4 separate regions of the Mus musculus genome follow, and regions 1, 2 and 3 are each linked to region 4. Evidence: chromatin contacts called from public Hi-C and HiChIP or PLAC-seq data. All regions are on one chromosome and are shown on one strand. The core of a region is the stretch at or near the end of the contact, and the rest is flanking DNA. Distances in the headings are between cores, read along the strand shown.

Region 1 (4,479 bases), core at 1,125-3,624, 460 kb after region 4:
TGGATATAAGAAAATAAAAAATGAAAATGAAAAATTGAGAGACTGTAAAAATTGATTGGAAAGTAAGTACCGGGCAATCAGGTTCCCTTTGCATGATTGCCGTCTCACTGACAATCAAGTGAGAGACGCTTTGACGCAGGGAGAGTTGGTGCTGGGCCACTGTGCTTGTGAGAAGCTTGTTCCTCCTTGTTCTGGTTCTTTCATTCAGTCTTCTACCGGACAGAAAGGGAGAGTCATTCATAGCTAAGCATCTTCAGGCTCTAACAGTGATATTTCACCCCATGAAAGCCAGAACCCCCACACCCACACCCCAAGAAAAAGCCAGAACCCAGTAGAAAACAAAGATCTATTTGCAATCTGCTCTAATGGGACTTGCTTTGGAAGATGTTTTTTGCTTATTGTCTTTCTTGTTGATGCCCTGAGCCATCTCCTTGCCCCAGAGATCCCACGGCTGCAATGTACAGACTCTTCTCATACAAAAGTCTAGGTGTTCTTCTCTAGAGGGCTGTGACTTTTTTTAAACACCAGAGAAGTAATAGAGGAAGGTCAAAGAGACATCATTCTCCTGGTCAGGCATTCTCTCCTGACCCCATGGACACAGGTGGAGGGACACCTTTTTATTCTGAGTTAGTCCTATTTGGCTCCAATGGGCTGCCTGTGTGAATGTAGCAGCACACAGTTCCACCCTGACTACAGTTAGAATGAAGAGAAGATTCCTATTTAAAATGCAGCACTGATTTCCCTGCGTTGAACACCAAGGAGAACTCCAAAATGTCCCCCTGCTCGCAGGCTTATCAGTTATCTTAACAGTGTTTACCCTCAGCTCTCATGGGACTTCCATTCATCTCACTGTAGAGCCACCAATAACTGAACAGGAAATCTGACTGAGAAGAAGAGAGAGCACTTAGAACCCTTATTGGGTCATAGTATCTTAGGCTGTGCTATACCATTTTCTTAGTCTGTTGTTTTCTTCTCTTTTGGATTTTTTACATTTATTCATTCACTGTATATGAGTGTGTACTTACACGTGCATGTGTGTATGCGTGTGGGTGAATGTTAGCCATGGTATGCATGTGGAAGTCAGAGGAAAACTTGTAGGGTGTTGGTTCTCTCCTATTGTGTAGGTTCTGGGGTCAAACTCTGGTTGTCATGATCGGCAGTGGACACCTTTACCGACTGAGTCATCTTGCTGGCCCTGGTTTCTTTGCAGTGACCCAGGAATCCTTAGTCTCTGCTTTGGATATGCCGAACCATTGCTTTTTTACCAAATCACAGACTGGGAAGGTGGTCTCTTGCTCAGCGGGTATGTGCCTGGGTAGATGCTCTCCCCTGAGATGTGCAGCCACTCACACATCACCAGCTTCTAATAATTCCTGACATTTAAAGAGTCAGTCCATTTCGACCATTTCTTTCTGCATATTTGTGGAAAGAGCCAATGGTTTGCAGCATTCAGGAGGCACAGGATGTGCACCTTGTCGTGTGGATCGTATTCGTTCTGCCCGGTTTATCGGTTGTTTGTTTTCTCTTAGGATTTTGGGAGACTTCTTTAACATGTTAAATATGGGGCTAAAAATAGTGACTAGACTGTAAATCATTTGGGGGAAAATATTAATAAGATACAAAGAGAACTGCCTTCCCATCCACCCTGTGTCATAATGACAAAATGCTAAATGACTCTGCATGTCTGACTCCCTCGTCACTGGAGGTGAGGCCTCTGGATTCTGTGCCATACAAACCCCCAAATGTGAGAGCCTTAAGTGCAGGCTGAAGTACCAAGCGTGGGTTTGGATTTCCCTTTCCTGCCCCAGTACTCTGAAAGCATGTTTACTCAGCCTTCCCTCCGAGCAGGGTCCCTGTGCTGAAGCCGGTCTGCCAGCCCACTTCTGAGTAACAGCCAACACCCCCATCCAGCGCCGCCGACCGATGGGCTTGCTCGAATTTAAGGAGCAGGACTGATTTTCAAGTTTCTTCGAGCCATTATTTGTGTTCCAAGTTATCTTCCTGCATCCGTATTAATTTTCTGTTTCCAAAAGTAAGCCCCATGTATTTCAAGGCAGCACAGTTGCTTTTTCACATTTTCCAGGGAACTGGTGTTTTTAATGTCATGTGAGGACAACATTACACAATGGGTCTTTGGCAGGGACACACAGAAATGAATACCGTGTGCGAACAAACATTAAATGGCAGTCTTAATTACAGAGTTAGACTCTGTTGTTTTTAATGCCCTTCAATTTTATAATTTGATGGAAAATGCATCAACACAGCTATTTTCTTTCTACCCTAAATGATTAAGGATTGATATACCCCCAAACTGCAGTAGCTCCTTAGATCAGCTAATCAGGTAGGCCTTACATGTTATCCACTAGAGGGCAGTAGGGATACACAGCCACTCCAACCAATATGTGCAACATATGGTCGACGTGGAAACATAGTAGCCATAGCTTTCATGTGTATGAAAAATTCCCATTGCAGTGTTGCTTCACTTATAATTATATTGAAAGTAAACACTAATTCACAGACAGACTACGCATATTTCAACATATCCCTCTAGTGTTTTGTCTATTCTAGTTTAAAATGCCCTGAGTAATGAAACTTCTACTACTTCCCTTGGGAAGCTATATCAAAACCCACTTGTTTTACATGCCTGTTTTTTTTTACAAACACACACTCAAGATCTATTAGTCTTCCTTCAAGTTCATTTAGACCTCTGTTGCATACTCCATTTTCCCTTACAGCAAAGCTAGTTCCATTCCGCAAAAGATGTTTCCTGAGTATCCATTGTGTGGAAGACATACTTAGTTGAGGGATGTCCACAGCTGGCGAGCATTGCAAGGCTGCGGCTGAAGGATTTGCATGACTCCAAGCTACAGAAGAAGCTCGTCCAAACCAAACATCAGAAGAAGATGTTGGCCTAAGTTCTAAAAGGAGTGACATTCATAAAACTGTCATAACAGGAAAAAGTTTAGTTGAACTTGGATTTTCTGTATTGAAATCCAGAGTGCTAGTATTGCATGGTGACATCTAACATCACCTGAAAAACTGTAAGCTCTCTGGCTGACCTGGCGGTGAGCTCATGCCAAGGAGACGACCTGGGTTCTCACCAGTGAAAGCTGATCCTTTGGCCGATAGATCAGATTAGCCTAGAAGTTTAGAACCAATTTTGGGGTTCTTTATACCTACTTATGAAACAGAGGATATGGTTTGTAAATCCCACCAACAATGTTCCGTAGTCTGCTTTTCGTTTTTTTTAATCATCGACTCACTGGGTTCAGTCCCAGTGCCGCTACACACATTGCATGATGGGAAAGTAACCCAAGATCACATGCAGTACTTTGAGTTTGCACCACTGGTCTTTTACATATACTTCGATCATATGTATCTGAAGGAGAGGGTAGGAAAAAAATCCAAGCCAAGAAAATCCCTTTAAGGCTAGAACTCACAGTTACACTGTTACTACAAGGTTTCCCCATTTACATTAGAGACAGAGCAAAGTTATTTGCTCTGTTGGGTCTTTTTCTCAGATACATTTCCATAAGGCTGTCCTGATGGCCAAGGACATCCCAAGTAGACATGTCCACGGGTGAGAGTGTTCTGCCTCCAAGTGCAGAATGAAATGTTGCAGAAGTTCTAGGAATGATACATACCTCTCAGTGCTCTTTCACATCCTTTGAGCCAATGTAGAACATAGCCTATTCTCCAGGGTCTTTAAAGGCCTTTCTTTTGCCAATTAGGAGGGTAAGAATGTGCTGGATAGGCTGACTCTCTGTAGGAAAAGAGAAGGGAAGGATACAGAATCTTCATGGGAATCTATACAACAATAGTCCAGACTTCCTATCACAAACAAAGCTTACATCCAAAATTTGTGTCACCTGTAATGAAATCCACAGGAGTATTTTATATGGAAGTAATTAAGTGCAAATGTACAACAGCCATTTTTGTGTTTTTGTTTGTTTCAAAATACCAGAGGTGATTAGGCCATATTATGAACTAATTGCTTACTTAATTTATTTAAGTTGAAATGAGTTCTTGAGTTATACAGGACCCAAAACACGAACTCATTACTCCATTCTGCACACCACTGAAAAGAACAAAACAAAGACGTTAGCGCCTTTATTTCATTATGTTACAACACACCAACATTCTGAGCACTGATGAGGACCCAAGTGGACAGAACATCTGTATTTGGTAAGAAAATAAAATAAATAAATGTTTGCTCCATCATTTAGTTCTTCCATTGATGTGCTGAAATTCAAAATGAATGGCCAAAGGTAATAAAGTGGCATGCCTTTTTTTGTACACTTTCCTATGGAAAGTTTAAACGACTCTTCAAACATATTTGAAAACAGTAAATAAATAACCTACAAAATTCAATATTTTCTTAAATTTGGAAGTAAACCACAGTCATTCCTAGGCTTGAGTCTCTGTACACCAAGTTTCAAACCAAAGCATATTTTGGTATTTTGATGGTTGACTTATAAC
Region 2 (4,440 bases), core at 1,420-3,919, 280 kb after region 4:
CCATGACCAAAGGCATCTGGAGAAAGAGTTTATTTGTGCTTAGAGATCCCATCCAAACCCCTATAGGGAAACAGGGCTAACTGGAAGTGGGGCAAGGCTATAAACTCTCAACCCCACCCCAGTGATGGATTTCCTCCAGCCAGGCTGTACCTCTCAAATGTTCTAAATAACCTTTCCAAACAATGTCACCAGCAAGGACCCCAGTGTTCCAGTACACAAGCCTATGGAGACAGTTCTCATTTGAACCCTAACAACCCTTTGAGTCTAAATTCACCCTTCCTTACCTACTCTACAAAAATTGTGACTCTTTAAAGTATTCTCCTTTATCATTTCTCAGACTTGTGGCTAAGATCAAGTTAAGCATTTTCCTTTGTCCACTGGCCTGAAGGTACTTTGTCAGTTGAGAGTCCAGTAGACATACTACAGAGGGCTTCCTTCCTGGCTCTATCTACTCCATTGGCCGACTAATGCATTGTGCACAATTTCTCCAGAACCTGACTTCTTTCTTTTGCATAACTTTTCTAGTGTTTGTCAGTATGGAACATACTCCTATCTATTTGCTCCAGCTGAGGTACAGATAGCAACCCCACTACCTGATCTCTGCCCACTTCTCCTGGCACACACCATGCAGGCACACATACATGAGGTTCTATCCCATGGATATCTTTTACTGCCACTCAAAAATACAGGTACCAACAATTTCTGTTGAGAAAGCTCTCTGGCACATTTCTGGCATTCAGTAGACAATGCCTGTGCCTTGTTGAACAATGTCTGTATCCAAATCCTAAAAGATTTTACTTGTACCCAGCAAGGTCTGGATTGTTGTCTAAGAATACAAACAACTTTTCCTTGAACATGCTATGTGAGCTCTACAAGGAGTGGCTATTCCTTACATTTGCTGTTCTTTCATGTTTAGAGTTATCTTTAATTCTTCTAAGGTATTCTCCCCTTATTCTAGTCACCTATTAGTGTTAATAGTTCTTTACTGCAATGTGTTTTTTCTCTTCCGATGGAACCTGCTTCATACACTCCGAAGTAACATTAAAATGATCTGTGATGCTTAGGGTTGGAGGAAGTCCATATGTCCTCACAGGTCAGACTAAGATTGGACCTGGATATTAGATGAACAAAATGTTTTGAGAATTTAGTTAGCTAGAAAGGCAGCAAACGGTGATGCTATAAACACTGTCTGACCATATGACTTTACTGATCTACACTTTAAAGGATTTTACTCTAGTTCTCAGTGAATTTGTTATTAAAAAATAAAAATCTGGATTAATTTGTTGACCTTGGAAAATGTGTCAAAATCCAATATTATATAATGTGAATTTATAAATTATTAATGATAGCTATTATTTATTGAGAATTCAGTAATCTTCAGCAGTTAAATTTATTGGATCCATATAGCAATACAGATGTATACTTTGACTCTCTCTTGAAATAGAAAAAGAGATTGGCCTCACAGGTGATATATCTAGCAAATTTCAAACAAACAAACAAAAAATTTAACCTAGAACTTTCTGTGAGCCACAGCTTGTCAAAACCACTCCGCTTCCAAAAGCCAATCATAAGTTACCTTGGAAAACAAATAGGGTATTTTCAGTCTCTCAGTCAGAGATTTGGAGAAGAGCTACCACAAGAATCTGCAACATGTTTAGCAGCACACCCTGAGATACTGCCTGTACCATCAACCTGTTACTTAACCAGATATGGATAAACTAAGTGAACTCTGGAGATGAAATTCCCAGAACCTAAGTGTTAACAGAGTATCTAAAATGTAGCAGCCTTTATTCTGAGCTGAGTTGAAGGCAGATGAAATATTAACAGCAAGTTCTAGCAGCAGAAAATGAAATATGAGATCCTGTATCAGAAATTATTAGTAACCTGTTAAAAGAAATGCTGAAAAATGGCAGTTACCAAATTAAAACTGGGAAACAGAGCCCAAATGGGAAATTTCAAAAAGTTTGGAGGAAAATAAATGACAGATTGTCCTCTTGGCTCTTATTACTATGCCATCCTAAATCCTACTTGGCAATGGATGGTGGAGGTGAAATAAGAGCGGCATCCCTGCCAGCGTTGGTCCTCAGATTTGTAGTCCTAAGTGTCTGTGATGGTGTCTGGGGCTGACTGGAAACGTAGTTGGGAGTTGATAGCATTTGAGCTTTATCTAAATTGAAGAGCCTGGAGACTCTTATTATGAAAGGCTTCCTCTCATTTGTGAATTGGCCCCTTTGCTCCACTTTGGATGGCTGGCTTCCTCCATGCAGAGCTATACTAAATGTTCTACATGGGAAAGCTATTCTCCTTAAATGCCTTCAAATTTAAAGCATCTATCTGAATATGTTCATGTTTATGACTCAAAATATCTAACATCAAAAAGAAAGAGGGGGTACAAATAGAAAATGCCCAGCAGTAAATGAAGGAGATATTTTTCCTTCAGTAACTGAAAAAGAAAAATTATTTTATGCAGAGTTGTTGAGCATTTGATGCCAGAGGGGAGAAAAAGGGAAATGAGCTATAGAACCATAGAATCTTACTGTTGGCAGAAACAGCAGAGTTCATGCAGTCCTACCCTATCATTTTTCAATGAAGAAACTGAGACATGGGGAGTTAAGGGACTTGACTTGCCCAAGATACAGAGTTGTTTACTGACAGCCATGCCAAAAATATTTCCCAACTCCCCACACAGAACTCTGTATTTCAGCATGCTGCTACCACTCTCTGCTGAAAATTAACACCAATACAGCCCAAACACAGAGGAGTTCAGTGTCTGTGGAGACCAGGAGACGGATGATTTCAAGGTAGAAATCAGGATGGGAAAAGAACAGAGAAAGGATGACTGTCCGTTGTGACTCCTCACACAAGCTTTTCAAGCCATTTGCTGTGGGCTTACTGTCCCCTACCTCTCCACCAAATAGAATGAAGAAGAAAATAAACTTTTTGTAATATCTAAAGTTTGCATGTGTTCAAATCTGATTTGCCCAGGGAATTGTGCGTACATGCTGTGTCCGGATGTAGAGTGGTTTGTAGGTGGCACGCTTACTGTACCCTGCTATTTTCTTCAGCCTGATACAGTTTCTCTAACTCAGAAATGCTTCCCTGAAATCTCAAGTTAGTTTCAGGACAAGGATGGTTCCTATCCATGGCACACATCTAAGAATGACAAATAACTTTAAGATGTAAGAATTATCTTCTCTTAATCTTCATACAGAATTGAAATATTGTAGAACTTTAGCTCAGTTTCAAGATTTGGATGAAATAATTTCTGTTTTGTAACCATATGAGTAAGTGATAGTAAACCAGTCCAGATAACACAGTGAAAAGGACTCCATGGGCTCCCCTTGCAGGCCAGTCCAACAACCTTCTTCACAATAGAGCGACCAGAGATGAGAGCCTCGGCCACATGATGAAAAGTGCAGATGGAGGGCTTTGCATGAAAACCGATTATGTGCGAGAGGGCTCAGGAGAGGATCGGGGTGGAATTGGAAAGGAGCGGCCACTGAAACAGGAGAAGAAGATATGCTTGACCAGGTCTAGTAAAATATTCCCTGCCACAACCACTGTTCCATGAAGAGACTGAGCCAAGAGGCCTAAATAAACTAACCTGGGGGTCAGTGTTACCATTAATGTGGGAGGCATCATGGAGAGCACATCCGGACTTGTGTTACACAGTAATCACTGCTGGGTGTCAGCATTCATCAGCCAGATGGTCAGACCCACAATTAATCAATTAGGCTGGGACAATCAACTGGACTAAGTTTTCCCCTTTGGTAAAACAGCCTCATCATGTGGTCAAGGCCAATAGCACTTTTATCCTGTTGCTTTTGGAGTAGCTTCTAAAAATTCCCTCATTTTTTTTTTTCTTTTGGCCTCTGGTTACTAGACACTGTCAGGCTCCCAGTTCCTTTGATAACATGGATTCCCCAATCAAGGTTTTCACATAATAGATCATCAGCATCCCCCGTATTCACATTGTAACACTGAAAATCCCACATGAAAACAAGCTCTTCAAAGCAGCATGGTAAGCCCTACATCCAACTGATCTCCTGTAGTATTTCTTCTGGTTCTACTCAATCTGGTGGGACACCAATGGCAGAGCTTCTCTGACTGGGCACATAAGGGTGATAAGTGATGCTAGTGATAATAGTAGTTTCTGGTGTATTCGGCGTCAGACAGACATACCATGACAAAAATAGATAAACATCAACTCAGCCTTTATAACGCCAATTAGGATGATACGGTCACCCCCCTTTCAAAGAGAAGGAAACAGACTAGGAAATTCATTGAACATGTGATAGGATACTCTACTGACATGCTGTGGGACAGAAGCTACATAGCCTGTCATACATGTTTTCTTAACAGACACAACCTTGTGCCTCTGAGAGCTAAAAGCTAAGAATGTGTTCTAGATCTTGGCGGCTCCCCTTCAAACTTCAAGTT
Region 3 (4,406 bases), core at 1,869-4,368, 380 kb after region 4:
TGGTTAGATTTGGTAGTAATAATGCTGAGTTTTTATGTTATATTCTAGACTTTTCTTCCACCTTTTTTTAAATTGAAAATTTAGTTAATATGCACATTCAATTTCAGATTTATGAAATATTCAGCTAAACTTCTTAGATGCAAAAATGAATTGTTAGAATATTGCTGGTCTGTAGCTAACCATTATGCTAAAGCTGTAGTAGATTATAGTACATTTTCTCTCTGTTTTGTGTCAGGGCATTTGGTAAATTGAACCAAGACCTAGGCACCACATATACTATTTTTATTTTAGTAACTTACTCTCTGGTTGCCTAATTCCCCTTTAAGTTTAGGATGTATTTTATTAAACTGTATTAGTGTTTTGTGTTACTTGTAGGGTCAGCATTTTATAAGATTTTGTTGTCATCTTAAGCTAAGTAGAGTTGAGAGGTTATTCAATTCGCCCCCGGCTGGAGGCAGGGTTGCATTTCTGCAATCCAAAATAGATGAGGATCTTTCCTATTTTTAAAGAGCTGTGAAGGAAGAAATTTCATAACTGCTCTTAGAAATCTATTTGATTATTTACGACTAGCATATTTTGGATGTTCTTCTTGAAGTCTTAAATTCTTCACTCACCTATTTGATATCATTTTGCCCAAAGACAGAAATGTCAATCCTTCTCCTCTTTGTAACCACTCTTACAGTCTGAAAACTGTAAAGATGCAACTAGGCTCTTTCTTCCCTAAACTAAATTATCCCCATTCTTTAACAGTTACTTTTATTTCTATAGCTCCTTCTGTGGCAAGCAGGACTATTTTTAAAAGTTCTGTCATATATGATGCTTCTGACACAGGCGCTGCATATTTTAATTCCACTGTGCTAGTGTGGAAATAGCCACAACTTTTCATTATATCCTGATGGACAGAGCATTTGTGCTCATTTAACCTTGAGGTTTAAACTTATTCCCAAAAAAGTAACTGACTCATAGCATTGGCGAGACCCGGAATAAAGAACACCAGCACTCCTAATCGGAAAACTCATCTTGCCCCCACTCCTGAAATGCACTAAAATTAACTTTCCCTTGACCTCTCTTTCTAGTGCTATTTATTTACTGATTTAACGACTTTTTTCTATCATCTTTGTCTCCTAAAATAGACAGATGACATTTATTCAACAAACATTGGAGTGTCATGCTGTGTTTAACACACTTAGCAAGGTTTGGGAGATTCAAGTGTGAACTGTCAGCAAAGGCTGGGAGGCATGGCTGTCCTGGGCATGCGCAGGGAAAAACATAATAGTCTGTCACCATATATAAAGAAACAGTGGAGAAGAAAACAGAGATGGGCCTGGGCCAAATTGTGAGAGGTCTTGGATGCGCTTAAGCAAATAGCTAGTCGTGACAAGGATGAAAGTAACACTTTGCAATCTGTATTGCAGAACACTGCTCCTAAGTCTTTAAAACACAGACCTAGCTTATGTTGTCCCCACAGTTTAAGCAGTCAGTGGGCATACCTGATTAATTTCTGTCTTTTGATATGTGGCTCCTAATTTTCCCTTTGTATTTTAACCATTTGAGGAAACCTTTGGTGAGGAACACCCTCTGTGCACACAAATCAGGATACTTCTCTGTGCTTCTGCAGTGCACATATTAATTCTATGATCCACTGAACCAAGCACTGTTATTCTCTGCATTTCTATATTGAAAAGTTTTGGAGTATTTGTGTGATAGCAGCAATCTCTGTAGCAAATGACATTAATGGTAGACTAGAACAACATTGTGTGCCTTTAATTGATAGGCCACATAATAACAGTGTCAGACCTTTTAAGGACACACACACATACATACACACACACACACACACACACACACACACACACACACACAAATCAATTTGCTATAGGGAAGAAGGTCTGACACTCAATCCATTTAGACGCTGTAAAGCTACTACTTCAGAAATTAGAAATATACAGGGAAAAATGGAATTACATCATTGAATGTTCCTAAAATCTGCTTTAGAGAGGGCGGAAGAGAAAGGAACTGGTGTGGATGTGGTCATGTTTCCTTCTATATATGTATGAGATTCATGCAGAAAAAAATTATAATTAAAATAGAACCCATCTTAACTATAAATGCAGCCCCTGCTACTGCTCCCAGAGCTGCTGCTCCCACTTCATTTGTTCTCTGATATTTTGTTCTCTGATCCTGTGAACATCATGAAGAGTCAGGAAATGTGGACGGGGTGGGGCAGGTGTTTAATTGTATCTTGGCAAAGGCTCGTACGTAGGCTGTGCTGTGCCTAATTACTGAAGTTTAGTTTCTGCATCTTCTCTCTCCATTGGTGATTACCTTATCCCATCATCTGAGGTTTAAAGAAACTGTTGTTCACAGTTATGTCATAACGTTCATGATTCTTTTATTTCTTGAGATGGACACAAATAATATGGTCCCATAAGGCTGACTTCAACACAGGAGTGACGACATGGCCTTTATGTTTTTCTCCCACCGACCAAAAGAAATGAAAACACATGAGCAAAGGGCCCGGCGTGGTGTTGCAAAGAATACCTCTGCACCCATGCCCTGTCTTTGACTCACAAACCTTTCCCAGTGTTTAGATTTTAAAAAAAAAGTAGAGAATTAAAAACTCACAAATGCAGAGTGCATGTAATGCCATTAAGTCTAGTATAAAACTTCTTGAATCTGTCACATAAAAAAAAAAAAAGTCTTGCATCCAACGCAAAGATGGAATATCAATTGCCAGGAGTCTGTGGAGCTGGCGCTCATTCCGAGAGGCACGTGTGTCTAGAATTCCAGGGGCTCCTCAGCCTTTGGAAATCCTGGAAGTCAAAGTAAAAATCAGCCGAGTGTTTGGGAAGACTCCGACATACAATTACTAAATACTATATTTCTGCAACACTAAAAGATATTTAAACATGTACATTGAAACATTACACAAACATTTAGAGGTTGTCCCTACCCCTATGAAGCAGAGATACAAACCCACCTAAATTCTAGAAAGACTTAAGATTAAAGCCCTGCCTAAGAGGCCACTCCTTCATGACTGCCATACCTTTTACCGTCCTAAGCAAGCAAGAGGAGCTTGGAACGGAGATCGTCTGAATTCCCCAGCTCTGTCATCAGCGCTGTGACACACTCTCATTTTCTGATTCATCTGTGATGAGTAAGCACTCCCTTTTCTATTCAGTCCTCAGAGTAACCAAACTTGCGAGTTATGATGACTTATTTTATTTTTCCTTACTGAATTATTTTTCCTTACTGAATTATTATTGTTCCCTCTTAGCAAAGTTTGTGGCACTCTTTGTCACCGGTGTTAATCCATATGCAGAAAAGCTGGCTTGGCCAGTCAGGTGGCCTGAACCTTGAGTTAGTTCAGAGCAAAGACAAACAGGCAAGCTTCTGTTTTTAACCCAGCCAGATACCTCAGCTGGCAGGCAGCTCAGTTTCCTCACCATAAAATGGGTATAATAATAGCTTTCCCTTACCGCTGTGAAATATTTAGAATGCAAATCAAGCCAAACCTATCTCCTTCCAAAGTGAAGCCTAAACCAGCCTGCATAATCCTGAATGAGCCCAGATTTCAAGGGGAAACTTCAAGTGGGAAACACCTAAAGGTAGTATAATTTAGTGGTTAAAGTATGTGGACTTTGGAATGGTAGGGACTCACTCAGAGGCTAGTGGCTGTGTGATTTGGGGTAAGTTTCCTAATTCCTGAAATCTCCTCTTTCTTCTAGTAAGTTCAGGGTAACAGTATTTTTCCCCTGTAGTGTGGGCTCAGGGATTCACTCTGACAGTGCCTCTCACACTTGCCCTCTGGCAGTCCTCAAGTTAGAATGGTCCGGCATGCCTCCTGGGACACTGCCTGTGTGCCCCAGACAGGACATTTCACATTTCAGGGAGGTCTCAGGTCTGACCCCTGAAAATACACATGGATTCTTGTTTTCTTTTCATTTTTCAGTATATTCTTGTTTGTGTTACTGAACTAGAAGAAATGCAAGGCCAAGAAGAGAATCTGTTTAGTTTCTTCTAAAACATCCAAGAAAAAGTTAATGGGGGAATGAATGTATTCATCTATAAAGAATAGTTTAAGTTATTTACACACAAAGAAAACCAGCCCTTCAGGAAAACTGCCATGTCTTAGTGTCGGAGCCTCTGTGTACCCCATGTAGCTTGCTTCGTACACATCCCTGGGGTGACATATGTGCAAACGAGACACACCTTTCCTTACCAGATGCCTGAAACCACAGCAGGTCCTCAGAGCTAGGAACTCTTTCTGTTGCTACCATTTCTCCACTCCATACTCCTCTACCCATTGTTCTAACTTTAAAAGGAATTATAAGGGGTGGATAATGATCTAAGTACATTATATACATCATAGGCAAATTATAATAGAGCGCGTTATTTTATATTAT
Region 4 (4,199 bases), core at 1,497-3,996:
GAAGATGCTTTCATTTTTTCCATTGTATGTTTGGCTTTTTTGTCAAAGATCAAGTGTGTGGTTTTATTTCTCGGTCTTCAATTCTATTCCATTGATCAACATGTCTGTCTTTACCAATACCATTCAGTTTCTCTCACTATTGCTCTGTAGTAAAGCTTAAGGTTAGGTACGGTGACTCCCCCAGCCATTCTTATTGTTAAGTATTGTTTTTGCTATTCTGGGTTTTTTTTTTTCTTCCCAGATGAATTTGAGAATTGCTCTTTCCATGCCCATGTCTTTGGAGAATTGTGTTGGGATTTTGATGAGGATTGCATTGAATCTATAGAATGCCTTTGGTAGGATGGCCATTTTTACTATGTTAATTCTGCCAATCCATGAGCATAGGAGATCTCTTTATTTTCTGAGATCTTCTTTGATTTCTTTCTTGAGAGACTTGATGTTGTTGTTGTACAGATCTTTCACTTGTTTGGTTAGAATTCCCCCAATATATTTTACATTTTTTTGTGACTAATAGAGGTTTATTCCAAAGCAGCCAGACTTGTGCCTTAGGTGAATAGTTGTTCCCTTCCAGTAGGTAATCAAATTTTATAAACAGCCTTGATCACTTCTCTGCAGTCGAGGGGGGAATATATTCCCCAACCTTCTCTTTTGACTTATGGGTTCACATCTTTCCCTAATGTCTCTTCACAGTGCCTCCCCTCTATTTATATTTATTGCCTCATGTTCAAATTCCTTTTTTTATAGAGCACAAATCATATAGCCCCAATGAAGATATATATATGTATATATATATAATTTCATATTTCTTAGTATTAAAAATTAGAAGTTCAATGTCAAATTTGGGTTTTTATAAATATATCGTCTCTGTGTGTGTGCACATGCGCGGGTTTACCACATATGTGTGGGAGCCTGCAGAGTCCAGAAGAGTGTTAGATATCCTGGAGGTACAGTTACAGGTATTTGTGATCTACTCAACATGGGTTTGGTAATGGAACATTGGTCTGGAAGTGCCCCAAGCTCTTTTAACTGCTGGGCCATTTTTTCCAGTTCCCAGCACGATTGTTTTGTTTTTATTGAGACAATTTACTTGGAATTGTTGTATTAATATTTGAGTGACTTGGTGTACTCGGACCCAAATATAGGTCAATGTTAACTTCCTCTACAGAATTAAATATGTATGTGTTCATACACAGGTGTGTCTTACTGATAGTGCTTTTAGAGTAGAATACTAGCAATTTGTTCATAGTACACAGCTAGTAAATACTAGGTCTGAACCTATTTAGATGTTATTTTTAAGATAAACTTCATAACTAAGTCAAAGGAACATCATATCCATGGCTGTGTTTTGTTTTGTAACTAGGGTTATGTCAAATTCAGACACTATTGTTACTGTATCAATGGCAATCATCAACTGCTTGTTTTCTTCTCTCCTGACATTTAGCCAATGGTTATCTAGAAAAGCTTAGTGCCTTTACTTTCCCTATTCGGTGAAATTTCGGATAGATGAAGTCTATGCACATGCCTCAAGGACTTACTTACTTACTCTGAGACCCACTCTGTGGCTGCAAGAGGTACTATGAACCAGTACACAACTTGAGTCTGTGGTGTCACTCTGTATGTGTGTTCCTATCGTGTGCTGTCTTCCTTCCTCCCTTCTCTCCTCTCCCTCGGTCTTTCCCTCCTTTTGTCTCTCTCTTCTGCCCTCACCCTTGTTTTCTCACCTTTTCCACTTTTCTGTTTAATGTAAAGCCACGCCATAACTGGTAGGCAGTGAAGGGAGCTGGCACTTCAGTGAGAGCCTTTGTTGGCGTGTGCTGTAGCCTGGCCACAGCCTTTGCTTACTCGTCCACACTAAAATACAGGAGATTATGTACCTTGCATAAGTTTAGCATCTTACCATTGGAAACATTGTGTTTCTCACATTCAAAACAGAACTAGCTCATGACCCAATTTCACTAATAATTTTCTTAAGTAACCATTATACGCATAAGATTTTTTTCTACCCACTGTCTGTCTAGCCTGGTTTAAAATTTTATATATGTACTTTTAAAAAATTGATTAGCTGGAGACAAGCCCACTCCTCTGTTCTGTATAATAAGGATTTAAAAACTGCATGCTGAATTCTGTATAGTGTAATTAAAACTGACCCACATTTGGACCTGAGTACACCAGGACTTAGCCAAACTTGCCATGAGCTGAGTTCTGGTGGCAGATGGGAACTAATGAGGACACACTCCACTCCAGAATTTCCCAGCTGCTTGGCCCCTTTTTGTACAAACAAGGTTTGGAGCGAAGTCCGGATCCCAAGAGCATGTTCTGTAAATGTGCTGTGCCCAATGGCTTGGGAAATGTTCTCACAAAATTATGCTGCTTCAAGGTATCCTTAAGATTTCACCTATTGTCCAGTTTGTTTGTATTTTTTTTTAACTCAAAAGAGCTTTTATTGCTCTTGCCAACCAGTTTTTAGTTTTAAAGTGAATAGGAATCAAACACACCCCATCTTTTCTCCTGTGCCTGGCAATGGTGGTAAAGGCATTCCCATCACAACATGGAGATTTGTAAGCTCCCTACCTCAGGGACCACTGCACCTCAGGAGAAGCATGTCTCTTTGCAACCTATGGATCTCTTCAGCTGGTTTGCTGTCCTGGGACTATTGAGGCAGATGTAATTGAATCAGTTTGAGGCAGCTGGAGCTGGCATGTGGTCTCTCAGATTGCTAGCACCTGCTTGTTTTTTTGCAACTCACTAGAGTGAGAGAAGTGCCAAAACCAGCATTGGTCTTGGAGCAGCAGCTACAGCTCTCCAGATCTCACATCCCTTCCCCTTCCAGCCTCGCCACATCATCACGGGGCCTGAATTAATAAAACCCTTTGCATGATTAGGTCTGAGGTAGACCTTTCCTTCTCATTCTTCTCAGTATGCAGATCCTGACAGTACTGACCACGAGTCCAAAAAAATAAGGCCGGATAATGGTGATCAGGTGGCTGTGGGGCTCTCTTATCATTAGACAACTGGGTAGCCTGTGGTTTGCACATTTCAATGAATGTACCAAATTCATTTACTGTTCCAGCATAGTCTTATTGGCACAGAGAATGAGCAGTTAATGTATAACAAACTGTGAGCTGTTGTAGAATATGATAAATACACTTCCTTAGCAGGGGGGAAATAAAATGGGGCTCTTTCTCCAATGTAAGAACTAAACTAATTGCTGTGGATTGCTTCAGGACTCACTGTGTACCGGATGTTACAGTGTTCTAAAGGAGAGATTTAAATCCTAGGATCCCAGTAGGTGAGCTTTATTTTAAAATATATACATTTGTCATATTTAAAGTTGTAAATCTTTTTTTCCAATATATTTGTATAACCTTAACTTTTCTTTGTTGCATTTAATTATTGTACAGGAATGATCTCACTGGATCCTGATGTTTTATTTGAATTGAGATGTTATAATGTATGTTTATACATTTCTCTAAAGGAGGTTTATTGTTGATAGTATTTTTAGAGCAGCTATGAAATAGAATCATGACTTACTGTAGGGAAATGTTATTTCATTATCATTTGGTAATTACCACATTGTAACACATAGATGCTAGGGAGAAAAGGATATGTGATGTGGCCTTGACCAAAAGGAACTTGAAGACAAATAAGTCAGTCCTTTAAATGACAAAATAAGGCAGGATCAATGTCAAATGAGGTTCTTAGAACTGCCGTGCCCCTTTCTCTTCTCTGTTGTTCATGGAGTACATGCCGAGTCCAGTTTGGTCCTCTTTGCCACCAAGCCAGATTCCTCCTAAAGAGAGCAGAGTACTCAAGCATCGCCAACTGATGGAAGCTGTGTGTAACACAATACCCGTGGGCAGTTGCTGGGAAAGCATGGCATGAGTAATTGCTAAAGCTAGTCTGTGGGAACGGAGATCTCTGTGAGTTTGCTAGGGAGAATCTAGAGTTGAGATGGATCATGAATAAAAGCAATACATTAGGATGAATTTTCTGAGACCGAGAAGGTGAAACATCAAGAAGCTAGAAAGTAATATATGCAAATGAGCATTGTGTGAATTTATTAGCATAGAGAATGACTATGAGAAGGCCTTAGTCATACATGAATCCTTAACTCTGCTAGACTATCAAATGTAACATGGCATGTTATTCATCATACAACACGTCTTCACAGAGATTATCTCTGACTCCTCCTATCTATG

Evidence for each region. Hi-C and Micro-C count contacts between places; a contact is called where the count stands out from the background. HiChIP or PLAC-seq counts read pairs in DNA pulled down with a chosen protein or histone mark.
Region 1: an H3K27ac HiChIP or PLAC-seq map of hepatocytes shows a contact between it and region 4, with 7 times the contacts expected there. The contact joins two enhancer-like sites.
Region 2: a Hi-C map of muscle stem cells shows a contact between it and region 4, with 2.5 times the contacts expected there. The contact joins two enhancer-like sites. A contact is called at or near these places in 3 of 484 Hi-C or Micro-C datasets (muscle stem cells, myocytes and nephron progenitors), 1 of 115 datasets of contacts at active chromatin or transcription factors (fibro-adipogenic progenitors) and 1 of 9 other capture datasets (pancreatic islet).
Region 3: a contact with region 4 is called in a Hi-C map of muscle stem cells, with 2.3 times the contacts expected there. The contact joins two enhancer-like sites. A contact is called at or near these places in 1 of 39 promoter capture datasets (hippocampal neurons) and 2 of 484 Hi-C or Micro-C datasets (muscle stem cells and myocytes).

The regions. Positions count from the first base shown.
Region 1 is chr16:43,537,902-43,542,380 of GRCm38.p6, forward strand. All of the region lies in intron 5 of Zbtb20 (zinc finger and BTB domain containing 20), which reads left to right. Among named protein-coding and RNA genes, the nearest start is that of Mir568, 100 kb to the right of the region's middle. Within about 2 kb of position 2,375, at least 62 of the 459 cell types and tissues checked have an H3K27ac peak or open chromatin away from gene starts, as enhancers often do. A contact at or near this core is called in hepatocytes, where this site is marked.
Region 2 is chr16:43,357,637-43,362,076 of GRCm38.p6, forward strand. The region is part of intron 4 of Zbtb20 (zinc finger and BTB domain containing 20); the gene reads left to right. All of the region lies in intron 1 of Gm9968 (predicted gene 9968), which reads right to left. Among named protein-coding and RNA genes, the nearest start is that of Gm9968, 3.8 kb to the right of the region's middle. Within about 2 kb of position 2,670, at least 14 of the 459 cell types and tissues checked have an H3K27ac peak or open chromatin away from gene starts, as enhancers often do. A contact at or near this core is called in muscle stem cells, where this site is marked.
Region 3 is chr16:43,455,688-43,460,093 of GRCm38.p6, forward strand. The region is part of intron 4 of Zbtb20 (zinc finger and BTB domain containing 20); the gene reads left to right. Among named protein-coding and RNA genes, the nearest start is that of Gm15713, 38 kb to the left of the region's middle. Within about 2 kb of position 3,119, at least 70 of the 459 cell types and tissues checked have an H3K27ac peak or open chromatin away from gene starts, as enhancers often do. A contact at or near this core is called in muscle stem cells, where this site is marked.
Region 4 is chr16:43,078,380-43,082,578 of GRCm38.p6, forward strand. The region is part of intron 2 of Zbtb20 (zinc finger and BTB domain containing 20); the gene reads left to right. Among named protein-coding and RNA genes, the nearest start is that of Gm25873, 46 kb to the right of the region's middle. Within about 2 kb of position 2,747, at least 32 of the 459 cell types and tissues checked have an H3K27ac peak or open chromatin away from gene starts, as enhancers often do. A contact at or near this core is called in hepatocytes and muscle stem cells, where this site is marked.